Regions from separate parts of the Zea mays genome. Here region 2 is linked to region 1. The links are chromatin contacts, called in public Hi-C maps. All regions are on one chromosome and are shown on one strand. The core of a region is the stretch at or near the end of the contact, and the rest is flanking DNA. Distances in the headings are between cores, read along the strand shown. Region 1 holds the start of LOC100191995. Region 2 holds the start of LOC100381923.

What was found. Hi-C and Micro-C count contacts between places; a contact is called where the count stands out from the background.
Region 2: a Hi-C map of ear shows a contact between it and region 1, with 3 times the contacts expected there. The contact joins the promoter of LOC100381923 here to the promoter of LOC100191995 in region 1. A contact is called at or near these places in 3 of 25 Hi-C or Micro-C datasets (ear, leaf and tassel).

The regions. Positions count from the first base shown.
Region 1 is chr5:221,699,023-221,704,400 of Zm-B73-REFERENCE-NAM-5.0, reverse strand. LOC100191995 reads left to right here and starts at 2,329. Exons shown (of 4, transcript NM_001137419.1): 1 at 2,329-2,614; 2 at 3,628-3,945; 3 at 4,908-4,968; 4 at 5,275-5,378. The coding sequence starts at 2,480. It overlaps LOC100384317 (a long non-coding RNA gene), which reads right to left and starts at 1,592. Exons shown (of 3, transcript XR_002262567.2): 1 at 1,419-1,592; 2 at 880-958.
Region 2 is chr5:221,958,257-221,963,634 of Zm-B73-REFERENCE-NAM-5.0, reverse strand. LOC100381923 reads left to right here and starts at 2,919. Exons shown (of 10, transcript NM_001354380.1): 1 at 2,919-3,179; 2 at 3,515-3,932; 3 at 4,032-4,226; 4 at 4,314-4,539; 5 at 4,648-4,774; 6 at 4,874-4,969; 7 at 5,145-5,222. The coding sequence starts at 3,096. It overlaps LOC110991262, which reads left to right. Exons shown (of 18, transcript NM_001354381.1): 14 at 47-163; 15 at 431-499; 16 at 601-667; 17 at 970-1,254; 18 at 1,368-1,705. The coding sequence ends at 1,142.

The sequences.
Region 1 (5,378 bases), core at 1,080-3,579:
TAAATAAGTTATATATTAGGAGAAATGGAGTATGGGTCTGCGTTTAGGCTTCGTATAACTGTATAAGATACCATCCGCATTGCCAATTACCAAGGTGTAGATTCTAATGTATGGAAATTCTAATAAAAATGTGATGAAACAGACAAATAGCTTTTAAAGGGATATTTGGGACTGCTCTAGCTCTGCTCCACTAATTCTATTGTAGAGTTGCTCCATCATGAAGTTTGCAGAGTTTTTGCACCGTTTAGCTTGTAGAGTAACTCTAACTTTAAAAATATCAGATAGTAATATGAAATATCTACTATACCCATCAAATTTGACACTACCTATTATACACTCATTTTCTTGTGTTTTTTTTCTTCTTCTGTTGATTGTTAAACCATGCGCACAGCGCACCTCTGTTTGGACAGCACATACTCAACAAAATAATCAAAGCATAGTGCTGCTTGTGCTGCGGATGTACAATGGCGGTGAGTCGAGTTCGTTGCGACTGCTCTCCATCTCCTTGGCATATTATCGAACACCTTCTGAGGTCTAGTCTACTTGTGCACACGGGCTAGAAACCAATGAGAAACACACAAGCTAGACGTCAAACAATCTCGGAATGGAGTTGGGAGTTCAAAGTGTTTGGCAACTAATTCGTGGAGTGGAGCTAAAATTTATGAAGCGGAACAGTCCCAAACACCCTACTATGTATTAAAAAGTATCTTATAGATAATATAAAATAATAATGCTTATATAAACTGTACTAGGCAAGTGTCCACCAATGTTTGGCTAAAGGTTGATCAAAGTTGTTATGTAAATGTGATATGACAAATCCTGACAACAATGGTGTCATCGGTTGCAGAATATAATGGATTGCGGTATAAGCATACTAACCGTTCCTGAAGAAACACACACATGAGCTCGAAAGCATCGACTGAAATGGTTGATGCCTGGATCTTCCAGAAGGTCCCTCCTGATGATTCATGTTACATGTAGTACCAATGATGAGTCATCATCCAAACCAAAAAGGATTAACTAGACAGAGTCGTTCTTCTATACAGTAAGTGACCAACAGAAGCAAGCCTTATAAAATAAACAACATAAATGATTTTCAAAAAATAAGCAAGCCTTATAAGTCGGCCCGGAGCGTGATCGCCTGGATCCGCCCCTGACTGGACACGGTCTTATGTCTCTGAGGATGAACAAGAGCAAAATTGCAACTGCCATGCTATTTGCAACAGTTACGTCATACATGGAGGGCTCAGCGTTCCCGAAGGTATAAAAGAGCTTTGAGTACAGTTTCCACTTGCTGCTAAAGTGTTTTAGGCATCGCTAGCTGCTTAGTGTGCACAGGCTACTCTACGCACTCCAGGGTGGTGTTCAGATGATAGCTCTTCAAGCGCAGAGCACTATCGTGAGGCCAGAGAACTCACTGCCGAGAGTGCGAGGAATCGCCGGCGGAGATGTGGCCGGCGCTAATGATGTCTCACTGCCCAGGCCACAATTCCTCGCAATCAGCTCGGCGCTGCAGCAGCAGCTCCCCGGTGCTCTCGCTGTAGATCCACACGTTCACCGCTCGGTGGTAGTTTCCGTCCCTGTGCACCTCCGACCTGAGGAAAACGAAGCAAGCGAGCGACGAAATCACACGATCAGATCGAAGGAATCCAACCGATACGGGAGAGTTCGGTTCGGGGACGGGGGCGTGCCTGGGCTCGGAGATTCCGGTCTTCTCCCGGAGGCATTGAGGAGTGAGGACGCCGAGTCGCTCCTCTGGTGCGCCAGGTGCGGCGGCCATCAACGCTGCGGGCCTGCGGCGCTGGCGGCCGTTTCTGTGGGAGTTGGAGCGAGAAAGCGAAACGGTGTTATGGTGGGCAATTGAGCGTCTGTTGAAAACAACCACGTTCGCGTGGACGAAGAAGGCGGGGAAATATCTTATGCAATCACTTATATTGGTGCAAGTTTGCAATCAAACGATTTGGTGCATCTAATCTAGATCTAATGATGACTGTTATTTTACATTTAACCCCTTCCACCTGAAACATAGTACCTATTTTACTTTTAACCCCTTTCATATGAAACCGTTGGATCTAGATTGGATGCTCTGGATGGTTTGGTTGCACGCTCGCACCAAATGAGTGATTGCACAGAATATGTCTTCGAAGAAGGCGACGGCACAAAAACGAGTCGCGAATAAAAAAAATACAAAACCGCTGAAGCCCATCAAGCAATTAGTAATATCTTGGCTTTCTCGTGGGCTCGGCCCATCATCATAGCACCAGCACAATCCGAAGCGCTGTGGCCTTCCAAGGACAAGGTTGATTGTTGAACACCCAACGCTCTCACCTCACCTTCCATCACGGATTCACGGTCACGGTCGAGGAGGAAGAAACGGTACCGCGCCCGCGGCGAGAGCCTGGGAGGCTGGGAGGAGGAAGAACCCTCTCGACTCGATTCTTCGCCCATCGCCTCGCCGCCCCGATCCAGTTGGTGGCCTATGGCGGGCGAGGGCGAGGACGAGGCGGCGGCCATTGAGCGGCAGCTGGAGCAGCAGCTGCAGGAGCAGCGGTCCTCCCTCGCCGCGGTCGACGAGGCCCTCGCCGCCGACCCCTCCAACGCCGACCTCCTCGAGGTGCGTCGCGGTATCACCATCTCATCGACCCGCCTCTCCTAATCTTATCCTACCGCGGCCCCTGGTTGCTAACTCCCTCGCAACTGAACCGACTACTAGGTAACTAGGGTGCGGGGATTCTAGGGTACTGTGATTTCATAGCATTAGCATAAGGGTGAGGGGCTGAGGGCTATTGGAGTCTGGAGTACGAGTAGGAATTGTTATTACATATGTAGTGGTCCGTGGATGGTTAGCTACTTAGCTTGCGTGTCCATCTTATAGGTGATGGGATTGGAATTGTGCGGCATGTTTTGGAATGATGATTGGATTAACTGGAAACAGGATATGTGTTGGGTTCCCTTCTGTGATCTTGCTTCTAGTAAAGGCATCAATCTGCGTGCTTTTTATTTGTCTGTTGAATTCATAAGGCTGGGCTACCTTTGGTATGCACAGGAAAAGTTGAGAAATGAGGATAGTATTGGCTGTTAATTCACGGCATGTTTTTAAACCCTTGCACACATTTGTTGACTCCATAACAAATGCTATGGACAATATCAATGTGAGTTCTGTAAATTGCAAGAGCGATTGTATCTCACATATTCGCTCATTTCTTTGAAATACAATTCATTGATGATAATTACTGCATGGCATTGATTTGTGTAGGAGAAATGTCTGTGTTTGCACTTTTCATTCCTGAGTTGTGGATGTTCCTGCGTAATAATGTTTGATAGAGTTCTGCATTTGTTTTTTCATGTTTCTGCATTCAGTTTTTTGCCATGTTGGACATAGTTATCTTTTCTAGCTCTAGAATTATGTGGTGCTGGATCCATGAGTACACCAGGTTTGTTTGGTTGAACTGCTTTATTTTTACTCTAGATAAAAAATATAGTATCAAGGTTCTTGATGCTAGCATACAAACTCCAGATCTGGGGTGAATCTTGGAGCTAGAGCCGTGCCAGAGGAGGCATTACCACTTTGTTATTAGATTTTAACGATATTATTTTTCCTTATTGTTGTGTTGTTGTTGTTTAAAGGTTCATGAGGAGCTTCTTGCTGCGATTAAGGATGCCGAGGAGGGTCTTCTCCATTTGAAGCGCTCTAGGCTACTGAAGCAAGTAGATGAGATCTTTCCAGATAAGGAATCAATATCCCAATCACCCGAAGTTGCTATTGAGTCATTAGATCCAGATGATGTTGAGCCAGAACCACTGGAGTCACATGATTTTTCAGTTGGATCAAAGTGTAGATTCCGGCACAACAATGGGCGCTGGTATAATGGATGCATTATAGGCTTTGAAGGTTCAGGCGATGCAAGGATCTCATTTCTGACACCTACATCTGAAAATATGTCGGTGAGTTATCTAACCTGAGCATCATAGCCATTATCTGCCTGTTAATAACCAAGCTTGACCCCTTAAACCCCTGTTGTATCGTTTCCATTGGCGTCTAAAAAGGATATGGTTTACACTGGTAGCTACATGCTTGTGGTACTGCAGCCTGTGGAAAACATTCTGTTGTTTTTACTTTTTACTATAACCTTTTGCTTGCTCCTTTCTTTCCCTTCTTGAAAGGGGAAGAGCCCTTACAGCACACACACACACACCATGGTGCAATTAGTTAGACTCATTCCAGTCTTCTCTTGTGTAACTGGATTTTCTAAAAAGATGTTATTTCTAATCAATCCAATTCACCTTCCACTTCCAGACCTTCTAACATGTGCATTCCCCCATTTGTAAATTGGTGACCCCTCCCCACAATAAAAAAACAGACCCAGTGCGTACCTTTGCTCCATAAGGGCATTTCTGGAATTTGCTCCAATCCCACCATTCCTTCCCGTACCAGTTGGACACTGCCCCCTGATTCTGTCTGGTTGAACATTGTAGGTGGATTTGCTTATATTTTGTGGTGAAATCACTATTGCTGCTTCAGACTAGTTAGAAGTTAGAATAAACTGAACTTTGTAGCCATATATTCTGATAGACAACATCTAGTCATAAGGCACCCTCTGCCCTGGTTCCATCATATTCCTGGCCAAAATTTAATGAATATGAAAAAACTCTATAAGGGAGTCACAGGTGGGTAAAAGTCTAGTCATAAGATACCCTCTGGGCTGGTTCCATCCTATTCCTAGCCAAAACTTAGTGAATATGAGCAGGAAAAGAACTCCAAGAGAGATTCACAGGTGGGTACCCTGCAACTGCAGTTACCTTTCAATCTGGCATAATTTTCTGCTTGCTAACACAAATATAATGATTGGAGTGTATGCGCCATTATTATGAACAAACTAACTAATACAAATCTGGCCGTAGTGCAGATATGCAAGTTCTTCCTACAGCAGCGATGTCGATTTGGTAGTAACTGCCGCATGTCTCATGGTATGTTAATTGGTTATTTGGCTGTTGGAAGGTCCAAGGCCACTAAAATGTGCTTTGTTACGCTCTTGTTCCTTTGCCTGTTTCATAAAACAATAAAGATAACATGTTGTGGTATAAACTTCACAAGTATGTTTTTTATTGATTCATGTTCCATTTTTATTGTGATTAGTTACCATTAGCCGCATATTTGTCTTGTTCCCTTTTTTCCCTATGTGCATGGTGCATCCTGTAGATATGATACACATATTGCTTATGACTCTTCAGACATAGAGAGGTATACCCGACTAATTCAGAACTTATTTTCAGGTATTGTAATGCCTTCTAAAGCCTTGAAGCGATTCACTCCAACTAGGTGGGAGCAGTCCTTGGTAGGCTCCAGCATACTGGCAACTTCTGGGTATAACTCTGGC
Region 2 (5,378 bases), core at 1,670-4,169, 260 kb before region 1:
TCCATGGTGGTTTTATTCTTCTCGCTGACAGCTGGAGTAAAAACAGATACAACTGAAGGAGTTAGCAGAAGAAATGCAAGCGATAACTAAAGGACTGGAAAAAGTGGAGCAGGAACTGGCAACAGCTGAAAAGGATCCTTCAGAGACAGAGATATTTTACAGGGTTGGTTTCCCAGTGTTTTAGTATAAATGGGTCTGTTAGAGTACATAGTGATAGAGCTTGTGGCTTAGTTGTGGAACAAAGGGTCACCAAAGACACTTTTTAGGCATAACACATCGGATTCCACATTCATTCTATCTCTAGTCATGTCTCTTGTTCTTTCATTTGCATCTCTAGTACGCACAATAGACTGATGGGGAAAAGATGAAGATGCCATCATCACACCATCAGCATATTGATTATAATGTTCTGAAGATTTTTTTATTTCAGAAACTGAATTTATTCCTTGATGACGCCCAAGCTGAAGGAAGGTCGTTAGCTTCGCTTTACAGCAGTGCGGTATGTCAAGACTCGACAGTATCAATACCCTGATGCATTATGCATGACCCTGCTTGAAGGAAGCATACGCTTTGTGCTAAAGAATATCATTTTACTTGCAGGGGAAAAGTGCCGATTCTCTAGCACATTATTTTGGTGAAGATCCCGTGCGGTGTCCTTTCGAGCAAGGTATTTTCTTTTGAGCTGAAAAGCTAGCTACCCCACTAATATGTTACAAAAGCTTGATAGATGTCTATAGGTGTGGGAGACATGTTTGTTTAAAAGAAAAGGTAACTAGACACGTTCAAACTAAAAGAAAAAGGTAACATGGATTTAAAATCTAATCAACATGTTTCTGAGGAGTTATATATAGCTTGTCGCGGCTTTGAGCGTTCCTGTTCCAAATCAGAGCGCACCAAATGTTCATGCCAATAGCAATCTCCTTTTGTATTTTCTAAACAGTCATGATTACTTCCCATCTGTATGTGCAGTTGTCTCAACGTTGCTAAGCTTCACGAAGACGTTCGAGCGGGCCCATGCGGAGAATGTTAAGCAGATGGAGCTGGAGAAGAAAAGAGCACAAGCGGAAGCAGAGAAAGAGAAGGCCAAACTAACTGCCCACAAGAAGAGGGAGTCGCTGGAGCTTGGAATTTCAGGCCGGTGACACACCATATATTGCATCTGTGGATAGCACGCACTTCACTAATTCTGTGCCGCCTGATCACCTAGACCAGCGGCAGAAAATTTTGTAGCGCTCCTTCAGCGTGTATCACAAGGTAAACCGCCACTGAAATGGGAGCTGTCATGTCGATATAACAGGAGCACGATTTGTCTAAGATCTGTTTGCGCTGACATTGTCTTACAGTTTGTTTGTTTTTTGGGCTTTCAGGAAGCTAGGGAGAAGTAATGATGTGTAGTCCTAATATAACAGTTCACTCGATGTACATAGCAGTTTCAGATCTGTTGCTTCTGTAAAGAAAGGTTCCACAGCTAGCTCACGAAGGGAGCTGCAGTCTCTTTGGTTTGTCAGGAAGTTAGGGAGAAGTAATGTTGTGTTAGTCCTAATGTAACAGTTCACCTAATTAGCGAGAAGCAATACTGTACATAGCAGTTTCAGGTCTATTGCTGTTGTAAAGAAAGGTTCTGCAAACTCGTTTAGCTCTCGATTTATCTTGGGGAATTCACCTGTTACTGCCACTTGCTATAGCAAATCTGTAATCTTGCGAGTACATTCTCCAATCTCCATTTCTACTACGATGGGCGTTTGGATGACGGTAGGAGCTGATATGGCTAAGAGCATGTACAGTTGTGTTTAATGTAGAGTCTTTTGAGGTGTTTAAATGAGATATCTGCAAAAAAATGTAGAGTCGTCTCTCCGTGAAGTGACGTCTCTGTCTCGTAACACAAGTAGCAATAGACAGACGACGTCACTTCCCATTGTATGAATTCGTCTGTTCTATCAATTCGATGTTGTACAGACGTATTTACTTATGTATTTATTAATATACTATATTTATAGACACTCAATTATATAATAGAGTATTTTAGCCCCTGATTAGAAGCAACCCAGTTTTTAAGAAACCAATTTTATTTTTTAAGCTAGGAGAGGTCAGCTTCTTGGTTTTTAAGAAACTGATAATCTAATTTCTATAAACTGAGTTATAAACTGGTATATTTGAAACCAATTTAATTTCTATAAACTAGTTTCTTAAAAACTGGGTGCTTCTAAATATAGTCTTAGGGGGTGTTTGAATGCACTAGAGCTAATAGTTCAGCTATTAGCTATTTTTTGATAAATTAGTTAATAGTCAGGTAGCTATTTGTTAGGCTGTTAGCTAGCTAATCTTACTAATAATTTTTAGCTAACTAATTATTAACTATTAGTTATAGTACATTCGAACACCCCTTTAGTTATCTCTTATGCTTTATGTTTAGAGAACAGTTTTAGTGTCTCCTCATCATAAGGCGATGTAGGCTATAGGGGCCGGCGGCGTTCCTCGCCGTCGTCCGGCCGCAGTTGGCACCCATCGTTGACGATCCCATTCCTACGTCGTCGCGCTTCTCCGTAAAACAAACCCAATAAAAACCTGATCCTGATCCGATCCAGAACTCTGAAAAATGTACAGACTGTTACACTCTTTGTTTTTCTGAGCAGGACTCCTCGAGGTGCACGCTATGCTCCGACGAGCACACGCCTCCCGTCCTCTCCAACGACAAGCTCGTAGGCAAAGAAACCATTCACTGGCATGTGGGCCAAGCTGTATAGGGTCCCACAAGGCAGAGGCACGACGTAGGAGGCACCGACGTGGAGAGCGGAGGGCAGCCACAGCCATCCCGTATCCGGAGTGGCTGACGCATACAAGAGGGGCCGTCCCGATCGGACGGCTGGGGACGCAACCGCGGCCGATATATACCAAGCCTCCGCGCTGCCTCTATGGCCACCGCCGCCGCATCCACCACCACCTCCGCCGCCGTGCTCGCCTTCAGGCTCCTCCGCCGCCTGCCGCGCCGCCTCAGCGTGTCCCGCGCGCCGCCCGCGGCACTCGCGTCGTCGTCGTCGTCGTCGTCGCGCAGACTACCGTCCCTCGCCCGCCACCCGCTCGGTCACCGCACCCGGATGGGGCACACAGCCGCCGCTGCGGCCGCGGCCGCCGAACCCGCTCTCGGACTCACCAAGCCCAACGCCGTCGAGCCGCCTCAGGTCTGTCATCTGTGTAACCTCGCGTGCGTTCCTGCCTCTGGATGAGGCTTCCATCCAGCACTGCTTCGAATTGTTCGTGGATTCGCCTGCTTTGTCAGTGTGCCTACAACCCGTCTCCAACAAAACCTGCTGATACTGTCGTGTGTTGACTTGATCGTGGCTGACGTTCGCCGCGCTAAAACAAGCGCTAGATCGAGATCAGAATTAGCGTTTTCCCTTCTCCAAAACCGCACATCTTCGCCTAAGATTTATCGGTTTGATCCTTGGGAAGTTAGTCGCTTCTATCCTCCTGAAGCGACAGAGCTTCAACCTGTGCTCTCCTGTCGTTCTTCCAGGTCACCTTTTCCGCGAAAGACATCGAATTCTCCGAGTGGAAGGGCGATATTCTCGCTGTCGCCGTCACGGAGAAGGATCTGTCCAAGGACGCGGACTCCAAATTCGAGAATGCCGTCTTGAAGAAGCTGGACGGCCAGCTCGGCGGCCTCCTGTCGGAGGCTGCGGCAGAGGAAGATTTCACCGGGAAGACGGGGCAGTCGGTGGTCCTCCGCCTCGCGGGGCAGGGCTTCAAGAGGGTGGGCCTGATCGGTCTTGGTCAGAGCGCCCCGTCCACCGCCGCCGCTAGCCGAGGCCTCGGCGAGTCTGTCGCGTCTGTTGCCAAGGCCGCTCAAGCTAGCAGCGCTGCAATCGTTCTTGCCTCCCCCAGTGGGATCCAGGAAGAGTTCAAGCTGACTGCTGCAGCAGCAGTTGCTTCTGGTACTTGATTCTCTTGCACACGCTCCTTTTTCTTCTCTGATGTCATGGTTATGGAGTGCAGTGGATGGATGCTGAAATTTCTGCCGGTCTGAATCACAGGAACCGTGCTGGGGTTGTATGAGGACAGCAGATACAAATCTGAATCGAAAAAGGTGCACCTGAAACAGGTTGATATTATTGGACTGGGTTCTGGTGCAGAGGTGGATCAGAAACTTAAGTATGCTAATGATCTTTCGTCGGGTGTGATATTCGGAAGAGAGCTTGTGAACTCTCCTGCAAATGTCCTTACCCCTGGTCAGTAGATTTTTCACCAAACTTTTTTATTGTTCTTCATAAATTTGTTGCCAGTATACTTATCGCTGTCATCCTTCATTCTTTCAGCTGTGCTTGCGGAGGAGGCGTCAAAGATCGCTTCTACTTACAGTGATGTGTTCACTGCCACAGTACTAGATGTAGAGAAATGCAAAGAACTAAAGATGGGTTCCTACTTGGGAGTTGCTGCAGCTTCTGCTAACCCTCCTCACTTCATCCATTTGTGCTACAAACCCACTGATGGGAACGTCAAGAGAAAGCTGGCTATTGTTGGGAAGGGTTTAACTTTTGACAGGTTTGTAGTACTTGCCACATATTTAGTGGGTTTATGAAAAGTTAGAAGTAGACAAGTAGATGGAACCGTTTGTTATTTTTCTTATGCTTGGTTTGCCAATGAATCCAGTGGTGGCTACAACATTAAGACCGGGCCAGGCTGCAGCATCGAGCTGATGAAATTTGACATGGGAGGCTCTGCAGCTGTATTTGGTGCAGCTAAAGCTTTGGGACAAATCAAGCCTCCTGGAGTAGAGGTACTTCATTTTTCACAGCCGCCTAGCTGTATAGATGTAGAGGTTTTACCCATATTAGTTTATCTGTTAAATTTCTATGTTTTTTTCCCCTTCTCACAGGTTCACTTTATAGTCGCTGCCTGTGAAAATATGATCAGTGGCACAGGCATGAGACCTGGTGACATTGTAACTGCTTCCAATGGGAAGACAATTGAGGTATGTTTTTTTTTTCCAACTTGTTATAAATGACCAGAACGTGCATGATTCATGAAGCTTTGTTATAAGGGATCTGCTCGTTCGGAATGTAGTCTTTTAGCAGTCATAGATCATAGTCCTTCTGCTCCATGTCTGCTAGTTTTCACTAAACTTTTGCTTTTTGAACGTATTTCAGGTAAATAACACTGACGCAGAAGGAAGGCTAACACTTGCTGATGCTTTGGTCTATGCTTGCAACCAAGGTGTTGAAAAGGTAATGAAGCTTCATTTGGAAGTTTTCTATACATGCTGCCATTTAGTGTGTTTCTAATGTAGCCCCACTCATGTGGGAAAATGATCAATTCACCCCCTCTGATTCGGTAAGACATTTAGGACATTGACACGATCTCCAATACAATACAACACTTTG